Linked DNA regions of Cricetulus griseus: region 2 is linked to region 1. A link is a contact called in public Micro-C data. All regions are on one chromosome and are shown on one strand. Each heading gives the region's core, a stretch centred on a gene start, on an enhancer-like site or on the middle of the called end of the contact. The rest is flanking DNA. Distances are from core to core; before and after follow the strand shown.

Region 1 (2,700 bases), core at 34-2,533:
GTACTTATACATAAAATATATAATAATATAGGTATAATATATTATGTATAATACATACAGGCATAAAACACAAAAGGAAAATAATAATACTTAAGTTTGGCAAGGTCTAATTTTCTGATTCTGAATTCTATCTCCCCTTCTGAGGATCTGTGAAGCTACTATAGTGATTCTCCACCCAGGTGGCTAACTACAAAGTGAATGAAACGTGTCTTGAACGTGTATGTACTTTTACCTAACATATGTTACTGTTTTGGACAACTGCCTAATTCACCTAACATCATTACAGAATGCAATATCACACTAAGTAACTATTATTGTTGTTATTAAATCAACAGGCACCAGTGTCACAACTATTATAATAAGATTCCATGTAAAATTTCAGCCTCAAAAGAGAAGCGTGGCCAGCACAGTACTATGAGGCTGAGGCAGGAAGACTCCCAGGTAAGGCCAGCCTTGGCTACTCATCCAGACCTCATCTCAAAACAAAAGTGTATAACAATAACAAAAAATTTCTATGGATTCTAGAATCCATAAATGTTGAACTGTGTCATCATTTATGTGACAGGAAAAAAACTCTGAATCTATTTCTTTCTGTAGAGCTGTAAGTAAAAAAAAAAATCATTCTTGGGCAGCTTCACAATTAAAGAAACAGTGCATATTTGGTGTTCAGCTATGTATTGTAAAAGCTGAGGTCAAATCACACCTAAGGTACTTTCTCAGCGGGCATAATTGTTACCAAATTCTCCCCACTTCTAAATCCTAGGGGAGGAAGAGAACATTCTTGCAATGAACCAACCAAATCATACAAGCCCAAGAGCTAGCGGGGAACTCCTGAAGTACTGTCTTTTCTTTGTACGTGACATATATGCGATGGGAAAGATCCTTGTTTGGGTTTACACTGTACCGTCCACGACAAAAAATAAACAGGTGTGAAGTTCAGTTTGGCCTTTTTTAGTTTCAGACCCTGAAATTACTGTGGCCGAACAAGTACACGGCAAACACGGGACATTGACTTTGCTCGTCCTTTTAAAGCCTTAAAAAAACCAAACTTTTCTTTTGTACTGTTTCTTTTCGTGATGGCAGCGCCACTGCAGAGAAGCGGTGAACAACGCCCTTGCACTTTAGACCAAGGTCATTGGCAACTCCCAAGCACCTCAGGCAGCGAGCGCGGAACAAGGCGTTGGGGTAGCGGGCTCCCGCGGCTGAGCAAGCACGTCATCATCGGCGCGGCAGCGCGTCATCATCGGCGCGCCGCGCGGGGGAGGGGCGGGTCCTGGAGACGTCCTCGCTCGCCCTCTAATGGAGGCCGGGTCCGAGGCCGCGCGCCGTCGCTCGGCTCCCTCTCCCGGAGTGTGGCGCTGCCCGAGCGCCAGCTTGCTGTCGCTAGGAAGGCCAGGCAGGGGCGGCGACTCCTGGGCCGGCAGTCGCGCGCGCGCGCGGGCGCGGCGGGCCCTCCTCAGCTGGGCTGGGCTTGACGTGCCTCTCGGCCGCCATGGCTGAGAAGCAAGCGGACCTAGCTGGGGACCGGGCTCCTCCTGACAGTGTGGCAGCCCCCAAAGCGGGACCTGCGGCGTCCTCGCCCGGGACCTCGGAGCCCGGGGACTACGACAGCGCCTGCGTGTTCTGCCGCATCGCGGCGGGGAAGGAACCCGACACGGAGCTCTTGCACTGCGAGGTGGGCGGCGATGGCGCGGTGGGTGGGTGGGAACCAGACCTCCCGCCCCTGCCCGCTGCCCCTGGCTCTGCGCGGACCCGCCGAGCTGCGGGGACCCAGAGGTCTGCAGTGGCGCCTTGGCTGCTCTTTTGAGAGAGATGGTAGCGATAGGAGTCAGGCACCCACGTCTCCCTCTGCACCCGTTTGCCACGCAATGCACTCTGCGCCCTTGCTGTTATCACAGGGGGGGCTCCCTCTTCTCTAGTCAGTCATTGTCAATTCGGCATACTTCTGCTGTCGGTAGGGAGGTGACAGCGAGCAGAAAATAGATCATGGGCCTGGGGAAGAAGTCTGAGTTTGCTTGAAAATAGGCCGGAATGGGGTTTCTGGACTGGATCTGAAGTCGAACCGTCACTTACCAGCTCATGGCTTTCAAGTGGCCACGCCACCCAAGAAAGTGTTTCGTCCTCCCGCACCAACCGTGAGCTCCTCCCCTTTTCATTACAAGATATTGCCAGGTTCAGTCCTGTGCAGATCAAATGCAGGTAATCGTAGCTGGTGCGAGTTCTAGATTGCAGCAGTCTTGCCGTGCCTGTAAATCATTATTCCATAAAACTCCCCCTTTACTCTGGCTCTTTTTTTTTTTTACACCCCATCATCACGAGTAAAGAGTTAATCTTTTTTAGAGCGATTAATCATCTTGCATTTAAAATTGTCATCACACATTTATTTGTTGTAAACACCTGAACCGATTGGGCTTATTCAAGGTCTGGTATAGTTATATAATTAAGTACAGAGGAAATTATTTGATTTGGAATAATCAGTTACCAGCATTATGAAGAATCTGTTTGGGAAACTTTTCCAACAGAGGTCAGAGAAAATTCTTCACTTCACGGATCTCTGTATAGTTTTCTTACTGTATTTTTCAGAATTCGTTTGAGCAAGGTTACATACCACATAGTCTTAGCAGAGAGCATACCCATTCCAAAGGCAGTGTCTTACTTTTTATGTATGAGGCACAGATATACATATAATATACATAAATA
Region 2 (2,722 bases), core at 16-2,515, 170 kb before region 1:
CCTCTACAAAGCTAAGAGTTCATGGACACAAAAGGGGTTAAAAGAGGGGAAACAGTACCTGGAGCTCAGTGAAGATTTTCTGCAGAAACTGCACTCAAGATTTGGACACTTTGTTAAGCAAACTGCAAGTACTTCTTCCAAGTGATTTCCCGAACTTTCTCTAACATCACTATGCATGTCTTCATCCCTGCAGTGGGGTCATTCTGAATTGGGGCAAAATAGCAGAACCATTATATCTATCACTTATGTGGGGCTTTAGATTCATCAGCCATTCTCAGAACAGGGTTGAATCATGTGACCCCTGCCCACCCAGGACAATACAGCTCAGACACTGCCCTGTTCCACTCTGACCTCCAAGATGCTAACTCTCCCCTCCCCAAATCTCAGCTATCTTATAACAACTTGGACTTGACATGATGTTTTTCCTTTCTTTTTAAATTTATATTTTGCTTTTGGAAACATATAGCCTAGGTTAGTAGCTGAGGTTGGCCTTGAATTCTGTATTTTCCTAACTCAGCCCCCCCCCAAGAGCTGGGATTACAGGACTATGCCACCTCTCTCTCTCTCTCTCTCTCTCTCTCTCTTTCTGTGTGTGTGTGTGTGTGTGTGTGTGTGTGTGTGTGTGCGTTTTCTTGGATTTTTAAAAATTAAGCTTAGATTTCAAAACCATAATAGCACATATCAAAGAATTGTGAGACCACTACCAAACTTCTGGAGACCTCAAGCCATGCTTTTCTTTTGATCCACGCAGAAGCATCTCTATATTTTAGGAATCCATTTTTCTCCTGCTAAAGGCTAAGTCATTTTACCAATAAGGTGACTAAAGGAAAAGGAGAGGTCTCTCCTACTCAGACCATAATGATGTAAACCCGAAGTCATAATCTCCTGATGGTCAGTGCAAACCAGGAGATGATTCCATATTTGCAAGACAATCTAACATCACTGCAGCTGAAATCCTAAAGTCACTATGGTTCAGTGCTTTGCTCCGCTCTCAGGACTAGAAGCACCAAGAAGCAGCAGCGGCAACCTGGGGAGGCCGCTATGTACTGTGTGGATGGCTTCGGACACACCAATCTTATCATACCAGCTGCAGCTTTTTTTTTTTTTTTTTCTTCCTGTATTTAAGAGTGATCTTCACAGTCAGATCCTCCGAGTCATCTTGCGGTGCTCGTCACGGGACTGTAAAGGGAGCGGCATCCAATACCAGGGAGGGATCTCACAGGCACAGCTCCCTGGGCTGATGCAAAAACCTTCCTAACGAGCTTCTTCTCTCCAGTCTCAGCCAAGAGCTGGCTGGACCGCCCAATTGCTACATTGCTTTGGCTATAATGATTGCAATTTGGCAGCTTACAGGATGTTGAACCGGGGACCGGAGAGGGAGAAGATAGTAGGCCCGGTTGCCAAAGGCAATGCCGGAAAAGACAGAAGGATGAATTTATGGTGGCCCGTGGTCCTAGAGCTGGAAGGGAAAGTAAAGGGATTTTAAGACTCCAGCAGGTGCTCTAACTCCTGCTGTACCCCTAAGCTTCATTTCCCTCCAAGATCCAGACCGTAGCTAGAGGGGATGCGATTAGGGGCCAGGTAAGCAGACGGTTCCCGGTACACATATGGCCTGATGGTCGCCCCGGGCAGCGTCACAAAGGGCCCAGGCCTGCGGAGGCCGCGCGCGCAGCTCTCCGGGGCGGAGCCGCCGGGCCGGGTGCTGGGGAACCCGCGCCACTTCGGACTGTTCCGCCTGCCGCCCCGAGGTCACACCGGGCAGGCAAGATGCCGTGGCTGCAGCCCGAACCGCTTAGCCTGGCCGCGGAGCTCTCGGGCCCCCGCCTCAGCGGACGAGCGCAGCGCGCGCCCCGAGTCGGGCGGAGCTAGAGGCGGGCGCCGGGCGGGCGTCGCGCCACCGCAGCTCCCCGCCTTCCGCCCGGAGCGCGGCCGGTGCCTGACGGTGGGCGCCGCTGCAGGCACCTGGGCGAGGCCTCGAGCATCCCGGCGGTGGCAGCTCCGGGCAGATCCGGGACTTGGGGACCCCGCAGGAGCGCACCCCGCCGCTCCTGTCGCCTCCCTTGGCTCCTCCTCGGCACACGATTCCGCCCCCCCCCCCGCTCCCCACCGCCGTCCCCTCCCCTCCTCCCACCCCGGAGGATGCGCTCCCCGCGCCCAGCAGCAGAGGCCACCGCTCCCAGAAATGCGTGCGCCCGAGCCACTTCGCCCCGAGCCGCGGAGCCCCCGCCCAGTAGGTAGGTGGCCGAGGCGGGGCCCGGCCTTGGAGGCCACCCGCTGCTGATGCTGCGGCCAAGGAGAACCGGCACCGCCACCGGCAGCCCCAAACTTGCCTCCCTCCTGGGCTGCCAGCACACCGAGGTGTGCTAATGGCGTTGAGCGCAGCCCCCGGGAGACCTGAAACGCTTTGCTGGAACAGTCGAGACCGAGCTGGGGCGCAGGGGCGCAGGGGCGCTGGACCCTTCCCGCCAACATTCTGGGGACCCTCGGGGTAGGGCGTGGGGGTGCTTGGAAGGACAGGTTGGCGCGCGGCTTCCTTGGGGAGGAGGCCGTTGCCTTTTTACTAGCTGGAGTAGACTATGTCATTGCATTTTTTAAAAAGCGGGATCAGCTAATTTGTTCCTCCTATCTCTTTTGCTAAAATGTAGACGAGCAACGGTGTTGTTTTAGAGGTATTTAGGAGTGGTTGTGGATATTTGTGTATTTTACAGCTCGTCATGTGGTA

The links. Hi-C and Micro-C count contacts between places; a contact is called where the count stands out from the background.
Region 2: a Micro-C map of the CHO-K1 cell line shows a contact between it and region 1, with 7 times the contacts expected there. The contact joins the promoter of Ncoa7 here to the promoter of LOC100774416 in region 1. A contact is called at or near these places in 7 of 8 Hi-C or Micro-C datasets (the CHK-Q cell line, the CHL-YN cell line, the CHO-K1 cell line and 3 more).

Annotation. Positions count from the first base shown.
Region 1 is chr2:248,927,733-248,930,432 of CriGri-PICRH-1.0, reverse strand. It overlaps LOC100774416 (tRNA (guanine(10)-N2)-methyltransferase homolog), which reads left to right and starts at 1,283. Exons shown (of 16, transcript XM_027398419.2): 1 at 1,283-1,675. The coding sequence starts at 1,493.
Region 2 is chr2:249,093,189-249,095,910 of CriGri-PICRH-1.0, reverse strand. It overlaps Ncoa7 (nuclear receptor coactivator 7), which reads left to right and starts at 1,265. Exons shown (of 16, transcript XM_027398425.2): 1 at 1,265-1,581.